Regions from separate parts of the Mus musculus genome. Here region 2 is linked to region 1. The links are chromatin contacts, called in public HiCAR-type maps. All regions are on one chromosome and are shown on one strand. Each heading gives the region's core, a stretch centred on a gene start, on an enhancer-like site or on the middle of the called end of the contact. The rest is flanking DNA. Distances are from core to core; before and after follow the strand shown. Region 1 has its middle 3.9 kb from the start of Gm31063. Region 2 has its middle 28 kb from the start of Gm22782.

Region 1 (5,361 bases), core at 1,549-4,048:
AAAGGCTTAACTCCAAAGGAGAACAAAACTTTGAGGTGGCTTATAGCTCAATCCCCTTTGGATTTGAAAGAACCTAGTGGGGAAACCCCCACTCAATTCCCAATTTGGTGAGCACCCAAAGAATCACGAAAAGACTGTCTTGATGTAAATACACGAAGTAGTTTAATGGCGGAGCTCCGTTTTGAAACGTATCTCACGCAGGAGACAGTGGATTCGACCACGAGGCTTGAAAGCTAGGGGTTTTTATAGAAAAGGGTCTGGGGCTGGGGGAGGAATTGGCACGGTTTCACATGATTGGTCCATTTAAACATCAGCAGACTGTACATGCAGATCGAGGTAACAGCAGAGCATCTGGTTAACATTTAACTTAGGTCAGAAGGGCGGGAGATAGGGAGGCGCTGGGCCAGTCTGGACATTCTTGTATGTCTTCCCTATCTTTATGGCTAGTTGGTTCCTGGGATGACTTTACAGCCTTTGTTCTTTGCTCTAGGCCCAAAAAGCCCTCCTAACTAGCAAGCCGAATGAGTCATGGACCTTGAATAAACTTTCTGGCTAGGGCTTTGAAGCCTTGAATTTAGTTTTCTTTCTTTCAGATTCACCTGGGATTGTAATTCTTCACACCACCACCTTCGTCTCCTGAGCACTTGCTTTGGTCACAGCTCTCTGCTACTATGCTAATTGTTGTGTCACATAGCCAACCAAGGCAGCATTGACAATCAGCTAGAGCAGAGTGAATATTTCATTTGTGCCCACCTTCTCCAAGCAAATCTCATTTCTGTATCCTAACCTAATGGACAATTAAATATATTTTTAGCTCAGGGTCAAAATTAGAAAATGGGCTTATGTTTATTCTAGCTGTAAAATAGAGCCGAATAGTAACCAAAGAGCCTGGTGGTTCGTCCTGTGATCCTAACACTTAAGAGACTGAGACACAAAGATTGTGACAAGTTCAAGGACAGGTTGGACTAAAGAATTAGAGGGCAGCCTAGAAAGACCCTGAATCAGAAACAAACAAATCAGAGAATTCAAATAAAGGTGCTCCTAAATTGCCCACTCTCCTTTTGTGAATATGTGCATTTGGTGGGAAAATGTTGTGTAAATGTGAAAGAAATAGCTTTGCCAATAACTCATTCTTCCTCAGTCTCCTGTAGGCAAGAAATGATTGGAAGATTCTAAGCTATTGAGAGGAAAAGGCCACTTTGATGAATACACATTTGACTTAAATAAATAAATAAATAAATAAATAAATAAATAAAGCTGGGAGGTGGTGGCGCACACCTTTAGTCCCAGCACTTGGGAGGCAGAGGCAGGCAGATTTTGATGAATACACATTTGACTTAAATAAATAAATAAATAAATAAATAAATAAATAAAGCTGGGAGGTGGTGGCACACACCTTTAGTCCCAGCACTTGGGAGGCAGAGGCAGGCAGATTTATGAGTTTGAGGCCAGCCTGGTCTACAAAGTGAGTTCCAGGACAGCCAGGGCTATACAGAGAAACCCTGTCTCAAAAAAAAAATTGTAAAAAAATAAAATTATCAAATATCTACAGTGAGCAAGGGCTATATGCCTGTAACAACCACCTGAAGTAGTTGTTTGGGAGCGTTTCAGAAGCCCTGTAATCCAGACCCACTAAGAAATGGTCAAGCCATGTTTTTTTGCTATTTTGTTTTTTTCTTCCTTCCTCCGGTCTTTCCCCTATTACCCACTAATCTGCCTCACAACTAAAAGTCCATAGCTGGAATCACTAGTGACCACATCGTGTCAGAGAAATAACAGCTTTGAGTCAGACCTTGGTCTAATTTTATAATGTGTAATGTTTCCAAGAATATTTAAAATGTTGTCTAGTTAGCCAATGGTGTTTGTTATTGCTATTTTGGTGAGATTTGGTGTTATTTCTGTTAGCATTCTGTCGAAACTTCACTCCACAGTTACCGGGCAATAGCCAGGTATGCTCCTCCCCACAGTTACCTGGCAACAGGCAGATATGCTCCTACCACAGTTACCTGGCAACATCCACAGGCCTGACCCACTATAAAAGGGACTGCTTGCCCCCTACTCCTTTTCTTGTTCTCTTGCTTCTCTCTTGCCCTCTTGGGCTCTTCCTTTCCCCCCTCCCACCATCCCTATTCCCTTTCTCCTCTCCACGTGTTCATGGCCATCCTCTACTTTACTTCTCTTCTCTTCTCTTCTTTTCTCTTCTCCCCTCCCCTCCCCTCCCCTCCCCTCCCCTCCCCTCTCCTCTCCTCTCCTCTCCTGTCCTCTCCTCTCCTTTCCTCTCCTCTCCTCTCTTCTCCTCTCTCTCTCTCTCTCTCTCTCTCTCTCTCTCTCTCTCTCTCTCTCTCTCTTTCTCTCCCTTTCTCTGTCTCTACTACCCTCTTAATTCCCCTCCCCATGCCCCAAATAGACTCTATTCTGTAGCCTCCCCCAGCCTTGAAGCAGGCTGATTCAGACCTCTGAGAATGAGACCACCTGGGGTGGAAGCTTCTGACTTTAAAGGTTCTATTGTTCTGTCACCTGCTGCTGCTCTTCTCCAAGACACTGTGTGAGGCCCTTGAGATATTCTGGAGACAGCATCACACAGCAGATCACCAACAGGCTGGTGACAGGCACCAAGAATGGATTGGCAGGGGATGGGCCTCCCGTCTTTATAAGAACAGACTCTTAGTAAACTTTGGGGGCCTTGAACAGAAACATGTCTTGGCCTCCATTATTTCTCTCGCCTTTCCTTCCATATAGCTCTGGCCTCCCACTTAGGATCCCAGTTAGTGTGGCTGCAGGCAGCTTAGACTATTCTATACTATACTGTCATGTGACTGGCCCCTCAGGGGGAAGGGATGCCTTGGCATGGGCCGGCTGAGACATCCCCCTCCCCCACACCTCACCACACACATTCCTAGAACATAACCCCTGCCTTTCTTTATCTTTTTATAAACACATCAATTTTTTTGATTCCTTGCTTTTTATTTTTGTTTCACTATTTTTGTAGTTCTTGATTTTATGCAATTATGACTCCATAAGATGTGGTTTGGTAACATAAACAATTTCCCAGGAATAGACAGATCTCTGAGTTCAAGGCCAACATAGTCTATAGTTTTCCAGGACAGCTAGGTCTACATAGAGAAAACCTGTCTTAAAAAAAAAAATCCCAGGAATAATACAATTAAATTGCATATGATATACACATTATGTATTCCATAATTCAATCTAAATTTAAAATAACCATGGCCTATAAGAAAAATATCAGAATCCGGAAGATGGTGGTGCACGCCTTTAATCCCAGCACTTGGGAGGCAGAGGCAGGCAGAATTCTGTGTTCGAGGCCAGCCTGGACTACAAAATAAGCTCCAGGACAGGCAGGGCTACACAGAGAAACCCTGTCTTGAAAAAAACCAAAAAAAAGAAAAAAGAAAGAAAAAAAATCAGTAAAATATTCCTACTATAGTAATGGAATAGACTTTATCTTTTGTTTTTATCATATTGATTGGGAGGGGGCAGCTGTCAATGGTACCCAGACAAGTCAGACACCGTTAAGCTGTAACTCCAGCCTTCATATTGATTTTTCTTTACTATATTAATGATTAGTCACTTTATAAAATCACTTAGTCATGAAAAAGTAATGGTCCGAAAATATGGTCTTTCTTTCTGACTTCTATTATTCAGTACCAAACTGTGTGAAGCAAGTCTGATATTTACACAGATTGAATAGTACACAGAATAAGGAGCCTTCAACATTTTCTCGTTTAGAAAGCCTAACCTATAGCTATCTTCCGTAGACTTACACACAGTAAATATATGCATTTACACCTTAGGAAATTCATCAACCATTCCCCTAGGGAAGATTCTCAACGTAGGTTTTAGGCTTTCAATTTTGCTTGGCCAGTGACTTGTGGGGAGTAGGGAGGGAAACTACAGATCAGAATGGGAATCCGGCATGTTGGTACATGCCAGTAATCCCTGAACTCGAGGAAAAGTGGGTTCATGTTGCTACAAAGAAGTCCAAAGTCAGAAGGATCTCAATTTAAGAACAAACAAACAAACCAACAACAAACAAAAACTCCAAACAAAAACCTAATCAGAATAAAAGGAGATGTTTCTTTAAAAGAATTAAGAATTCTTTAAGGGTCAAAGTCAGATATTACAAAGTCATTCCTCATATACAAAGAAGGATGGCTGGGGCTGGAGCAGTAGAAAAGAGGAACTGATTAGAATTTGAAGCAACAGAATTCTCCCTAATGCCAGCAACACCCAAGGCTATAAGGATGCAGAGTGCTCTCACCAACCTTGGATCAACATCCAGGACCCAAGCTCCCCAGCTACACAAGGAACACAAGGCTCAATCTTCTACCTGCCTGTGAGCCACAGCTGTTTGTTCCTGCCTCACCTGACATGGAATAAGGGGTCTCTGCCTCTGACCCAGAGACCAACCAAATGACAAATGCCTTTTCTCTCTATTTTTCAGGAATGGCATATACCATAGCACTCCCCTCAGAACCCTTCAAAAACTTTAGCACCCAGTTCCAATCAAACAGATAAAGCTTTCAAGGTTTTCATTCATACAAAAGATTCAGCAAGTTTCATCTCCCCTGCTCTCAGCATGGGAAAAAGGGAAATGTTAACTCTCCCATGACTTATTCATTAAGCTTTTCAAAGAGTTAGATACTTTGTTTTCAGAGAAACAAACAAACAAGCAAAAAACAACAACAACAGAAAAAGAGAGTTAGTTTAAGCAGTATTCCCAGAACACAGATTCCTAGGAAAGATGAGCGAGTGAACCTTACAACTGTTTTACAGGTTGCAGGTTGCTTTCCCAGAGCAGAGCAGCAATGTCTAGAATCTAGACATCTTACAAGACTCCTTTGTTAGAAATAAAATTTCCAAAGATGGTTTTATGGCAGACATAAAATGGTGCCAGTGTTTCTGCAGAAATAAAGAGGGGTGTTCTAGCCATCTTGCTGAGATTTTCATCAGCAGTTAGAGGTCCCTGCAGTTCTACCGCTGCTACCAAAGTTTCATTAATTAGCATCAAGAGAAAAATACAGGCTAGACTGAAAAGCTCAAAACTTATACAAGAGAAAGGGGAAAGGGCCAAGAAGGATTATTAATAGGTACAAATTGGGTCATGCAAGGTTTTTCCATTCTCATCTGACAGCTCGGTAATATCACTCTAAGAAAAGAAATAACAACAGCTTATACAAGAAGGCACTGTTACATAGAATTATACTTTGCATGGACATTTTAAATTGTGTAAGTTTAATAGTTTAATACTCCAAATTTCAATTAACATTAACTTGAGAGTTTTTTCAATTTTAAAAATATTGAATGCTCTTATCTAAAATATAAATGAATTTTTAAATCTTT
Region 2 (5,361 bases), core at 966-3,465, 390 kb before region 1:
ATCAAATACTACCCAACTTGAAATTCCTTCTCTTGCTCTAGATGTTTATACTGGATCAAAATAAATATAGTTATAGTTAATAAAATTAATTTGTACTTATGAGACAAGATATAAAATTCCTCAAGACCATGAATATCATGAGTTCACAAACCTAAATGACTTCCCAATGCATTGTGGGTCCTGTCCATACTTCCTTCTGGTTGTGGCTATGCAGGTAGAAAGCATCAAGCCTTTGGTACCTTGGGAAACTCCTCATCACACCTTTCATTCAACCTAGATGACAGCTTTAAACTCTAGCCAGTAGATTCACGCTCTCCTCATCCTTTTGTTTACAAACTTTTCAGAAAATGTATATAAATTTTTCTTAAGAAAAAAAAAAAAAACGGAAAAAAAGCTCTTGGAGGAGTCACATTGTCAATATATGTTCCTAAGCTAAAACTGTGTATCTTGAATCTTTCCATGCCTGGAATCTACTAGATTCCTCTCTTTTCTTATGAAAGAAGGCTAACATCACTCTATAAACTCCAACATCTTAAATAAAAGTCTTTCAATTACAAAGCAACAAATGATCTTCCTAAAACTATCATTCCCAAGACACAGAAAGGCAAATAATGAAAAAGAACAATAAACAGAAACCAAAGCAACAACAACAAAAAATGCCCAGAAGCCTTAGCCTTATTGTAAGAATTCGACTCACTTTATAACCTCCTAACTCACTTTGCAATTAGAAACTTAGTGGCCCATCTCTAAACAATAGCAATATCTATCAGGATGTTGTGCACTTAGCTGTAACTTTGCTGTGTAATTATTGAGCGCTGTCTCCAACTTACTGTTCCTTTGAATATTAAGTGCTCCATTGTGTACTTCAAAGGTAATAGATTTTTGAGAACTATCCTTGAAAAATATATGAATATATTTATTGAATGTTGCTTGTAATAGAATTATATGTTAGGAAATTTGTTAGAAGTAATTGAAGAAACCCTAAGACTTTCCAGGTTAAATCTCTTCTAAAATACTGTTTTCACTCTACATCCTACTAACTCACTTGGCAATTGGAAACTTAGTAGCCCATCTCTAAACACCAACAATGTTTATAAGAATGTTGTGCTTTAACTGTAACTTTACTGTGTAATTGAGAGCGGTCTTCAATTTACTATTCCTTTAAACAGAAATGATTCTGTCTTCTTCATTCAGATGTCAGATACATTATAAGCACCCAAGTATTTGTGACATGGATGAATGAAGAATTTGTTATAATTAATAAAGACACTTTAATAATGTGACTTGTATTGTAAATACCAAGACCAAATTCAATATATACTTACTAAAACTCTATTCATTGGAAAGAGAGGCCCCTTGGTCTTGCAAACTTTATTTGCCCCAGTACAGGGGAACACCAGGGCCAAGAAGTGGTAGTGGGGGGGGGAGTGAAGGGGGGGGTATGGGGGATTTTTGGGATAGCATTGGAAATGTAAATAGAGAAAATACCAAATAGATAAATAAATAAATAAATAAATAAATAAATAAATAAATAAATGTACTTTATTGATCTCAATGATTTTATTGATAAACTATTATTTACTATTCCTTAAGATGATTTGAAATGGGTAGTTTTATCATTTGAATTTGTAAACAGTTTTTTTTTCCAAACCTTTTAACCTCATCTGTCATTTATGTTTGAGCAAGACTGGCTAATTTACAATACAAAGCATAAAAGGCAGTCACACTGACTCCATTAATAAAATATGCAATTCTGATAAGAGCTTCTTATTTCTACTGTCTTCTGATTGCAAGGCAGATGAAATACTCTTAAAATACTCTAGGGCTGCCAAAGATATTTAGGAGAAAACTTCTCATTGTCTTATACTTCACCAACTGCTAGGATGAATCCCAGAATGTGCCCTTACTCTGAAGAATACACAAAAATCAGCTAGGAAACAAGACACAGAAGCCAAAACTCTTGTTTAAAATGTAAGCTAATGGTTACAAAGCTAAGATTTAATATTTGGTCTTTGTATTGGCTAGTCTTGGTGGTCAACATGACATAACTAGGAAGAGGAAGCCTCAGTTGAAAAATTGCCTCCATCAGACTGGCCTATGAGAATGCCTATGAGGGTGTGTTCTGGATAACTAACTAAGGTAAGAGGGCCCACATTACTGTATGCAATACGATTTCTAGGAAGGTGAGCCTGGGGTAGAAACAGAATGTCAGCCTAGGGGCAAACCATTAAGCTTCAAGTTCATGCCCTACTTGAGTTCCTGTTCTGACTTCTCTCAAGGATGGACTATAACTGCTAAGTGTAAACAAGCTTTTTCCTAACCAGATTCTTTTGTTTATGGTATTCATTGCTATTCACACTCCAGTGAAGTCTGCTTGACAGGCCAAGAGGCTTGGAAGCACTCACAAGTCAGGGAAATTCAAGGAAACTTAATCTCCTGGAACCAGGCATTCTCATAAACAGTATACTCATATCCTATTTCCGCATTAGTCTGGTGTATGGATCCACGTGCTCTCTTTTAGGATTATTTTATTATAAGTGCCTTTAAAGATTGAATTCTGACATAGCTAAGCCTTCGCCAGTGTTCCAACGTCACAGAAAATCCTTGAAGCCGACAAACTTGGAATTCAGTAGGAATTCAGTAAGAAGGTTATCTATTCATTCAAATTTAGTTCTAAAAGAGATGGTGAAACTAATTAGGCATGACAAAGAACAGAGCGGGACTATCTCTGGGCTGGTCTGCAGAGTGTTTTCTTGGGACAATAGCCAGTCTTTCCCAGACAGGGGAATTCACAATGGCCTAGTGAATAGGTGGGTTTACCATGAAAGAGTTAGGGAATCCCCCTGAGACAGGTTTCTTCACTAGGCCCAAAGAAACAGCATCATCAGGCATTTACTAGAACCCCTGGTGGTGGGCTTAACAATAGACTAGCATTACTCCACTCCTTTCTTAGTGGCAGTGGCCTGATCCCCACCTTCTTTTGGTGTATACATTCCTTTTGTATTGTGTCACTGTAACTCACAGATGTATCCCACCTGGTTTCTTGTTGCTCTTCTGTATAAAAAGTATGATGCTCGACTTGAAAAATTACATTCAGATTCTACACAATCTCTTGTGTCACTTCTATTTGTCATTCATCAGCCGACTCCTTGTCCACCTGCAACTAGAGACCCATTCTACGCAGACAGGTGCTAAAAAGGGTCTTCGGCAATTCATCACAGGAGTGGAAACTGATATGAGAAGTTGGGTGTTTCTGTGATCAATCTAATCATGCTGTTAGCGAGGATAAAGGGGAAGATTGTGCAAGTGTTTAAAATCTGCACAGGAAAACATTCTAAACACTATTCTAAAAACTATTCTAAAAACTTGAGAAATAATGCTGGGAGCAAGACAACAAAGGATGTCAGGATCATAAACTTTCAGACAGAAGTAAAGACTCTGCTAGGGCTTTTCATGTGATAATTTGGATAAGGAATCTGGAGAAATGAAATCTGTGCTTCTCTGGTTGGGAAATGGATGCTACGCAAGGAGGGTTGAAGAACAATCTGTGATTAATAAGAGTTCATTTATCTGATGTGAAATCATAAGGGGAAATCACACAAAAGATGTGATCTGGGGGCTAGGAATGAGACTGTATTTCAAATAGGAAGCCAAAATTGGTAATGTGTAAGAATAGCCAATGTGGTATTGATTTGGGAGGCATGAAACTGAGGTACTGAAAAAGACATGAAGAAGAGCTCAGTCTTAGTAACGGACAGCAGGATCAGAGACTCTGAAGACGGGCTAAACATGCAGACTCAGATGTAGCCAAAACTGCAGAATACTGGAATCTCAGAACTGTGATACATTCATCGAGGGCAGCAACAGGTGTTGAAGTGGAGCAGCATTTAGCCCATGAGATAAGCTATGCATACTACAAATGGCAAGTTGGAAAAGTGGAATTGCCTCAATCTTTTGCAGGCAGATTATGAGTAAATTCCAGATGCTGGACACTGAACTATTTACACTGCTAGATTTGGGATTTGGGATTTTGATTTGACTATAATTATGGCCTAGCTCATCTTTTTTAAAATAAAAATCAGTTTTGTTTTGTTTTTTATTTTACAGAAAACAAAAGGCTTTGAGTAAAATAAGAGGCTTAGAACTTTTAAAGAAAACTTGGACTTGCAAAGTATTGGAGGGTTTGGTTTGGTTTGTTTTTTGTTTGTTTGATGGGTTGGTTGGGTTGGGTTGGGTTGGGGGTTTTTTTTGGTTTTTGGTTTGGGTTTTTGAGACAGGGTTTCTCTGTGTAACCTTGGTTGTCCTGGTACTTGCTCTGTAGACCAGGCTGATCTAGAACTTATAGAGATCCTCCTGCCTCTGCCTCTCAAGTGCTGTGATTAAAGGCATATAAAACCACCACCTGGCAAAAGCACTAGAACTTTGAAAAAGTGTGAGATTCTAAATTTTGGACTATGCTTTATATTCTGGCATAAGACACTGGGGACAAGGAAAGGTTGCAATTTAACAGAGACATGTTTCTGTGTCAAGTTGAGACTTGTGGTGGTTAATCTCAGTTGTCTACTTGACGTAGATGTGAAGAGGAAACTTCACCTGAAGGATTGCCTCCATCAGAGTAGCTATGAACATATCCATAAAACTTTTTCTTGATCACTAATTGATTTAGGAAGGCCTAGCCCACAGTGGGCAGTACCTTCCTTAGGCAGGTAGACCTGGGATATATAAGAAAGGTAAATGAGAACGAGCCTGGGAGAAGTACAGAAAATAGTGTTCTTCAAAGATTTCTTCCACAGCTCCCTGCTCTTCTGGTGTTCTTGCCTTTCTTTAGTTCCTGCTTTACTTCCCAGAAAGTAAGTCTATAATCTGTAAGTGGAAACAAATCTTCCTAAATTGTTTTGGTCATAATATTTATCCAGCAACAGATAGTAAATTAGGTCACACTTCAAATGTAGATAGTACTTCTATGAGCACTGTTACTTCTTTCCTAACATAAAGTGTGTAGCTTGAAAACTCAAAATGAATTTTTAGTTTTCTATTCCTTAGGCAATAACTATTATGTTTCATAAATTATGAAATACAAATGGTTGTCTTTTCAAAAACTTTTACTTGATCTATATGAAACTACTATACTCTCTAAAATCCAAAACTTTTATGTATTTAAAGAAGGTGTGCTGTAACTCAAACGCTTTTCATTCATATACGTAAGCACCTTCTTTTATTCAAACCATTTCAGGGACTGGAAAAGGCATTTGCTGGCAAGACTTATAACCTGAGATGCACAAGATGAAAGAAAAGAATCAGCCTCCATGAGTTCCCTGTATTCATGCATGCATGTACGTGCATGAACACACACACACACAA

Evidence for each region. HiCAR-type assays count read pairs that join an accessible place to other places.
Region 2: a HiCAR-type map of embryonic stem cells shows a contact between it and region 1, with 4 times the contacts expected there. The contact joins two enhancer-like sites. A contact is called at or near these places in 2 of 115 datasets of contacts at active chromatin or transcription factors (both in embryonic stem cells) and 1 of 9 other capture datasets (embryonic stem cells).

What each region holds. Positions count from the first base shown.
Region 1 is chr12:65,203,763-65,209,123 of GRCm38.p6, reverse strand. No RefSeq gene overlaps it. Among named protein-coding and RNA genes, the nearest start is that of Gm31063, 3.9 kb to the right of the region's middle. Within about 2 kb of position 2,798, at least 11 of the 459 cell types and tissues checked have an H3K27ac peak or open chromatin away from gene starts, as enhancers often do. A contact at or near this core is called in embryonic stem cells, where this site is marked.
Region 2 is chr12:65,591,250-65,596,610 of GRCm38.p6, reverse strand. No RefSeq gene overlaps it. Among named protein-coding and RNA genes, the nearest start is that of Gm22782, 28 kb to the right of the region's middle. Within about 2 kb of position 2,215, at least 5 of the 459 cell types and tissues checked have an H3K27ac peak or open chromatin away from gene starts, as enhancers often do. A contact at or near this core is called in embryonic stem cells, where this site is marked.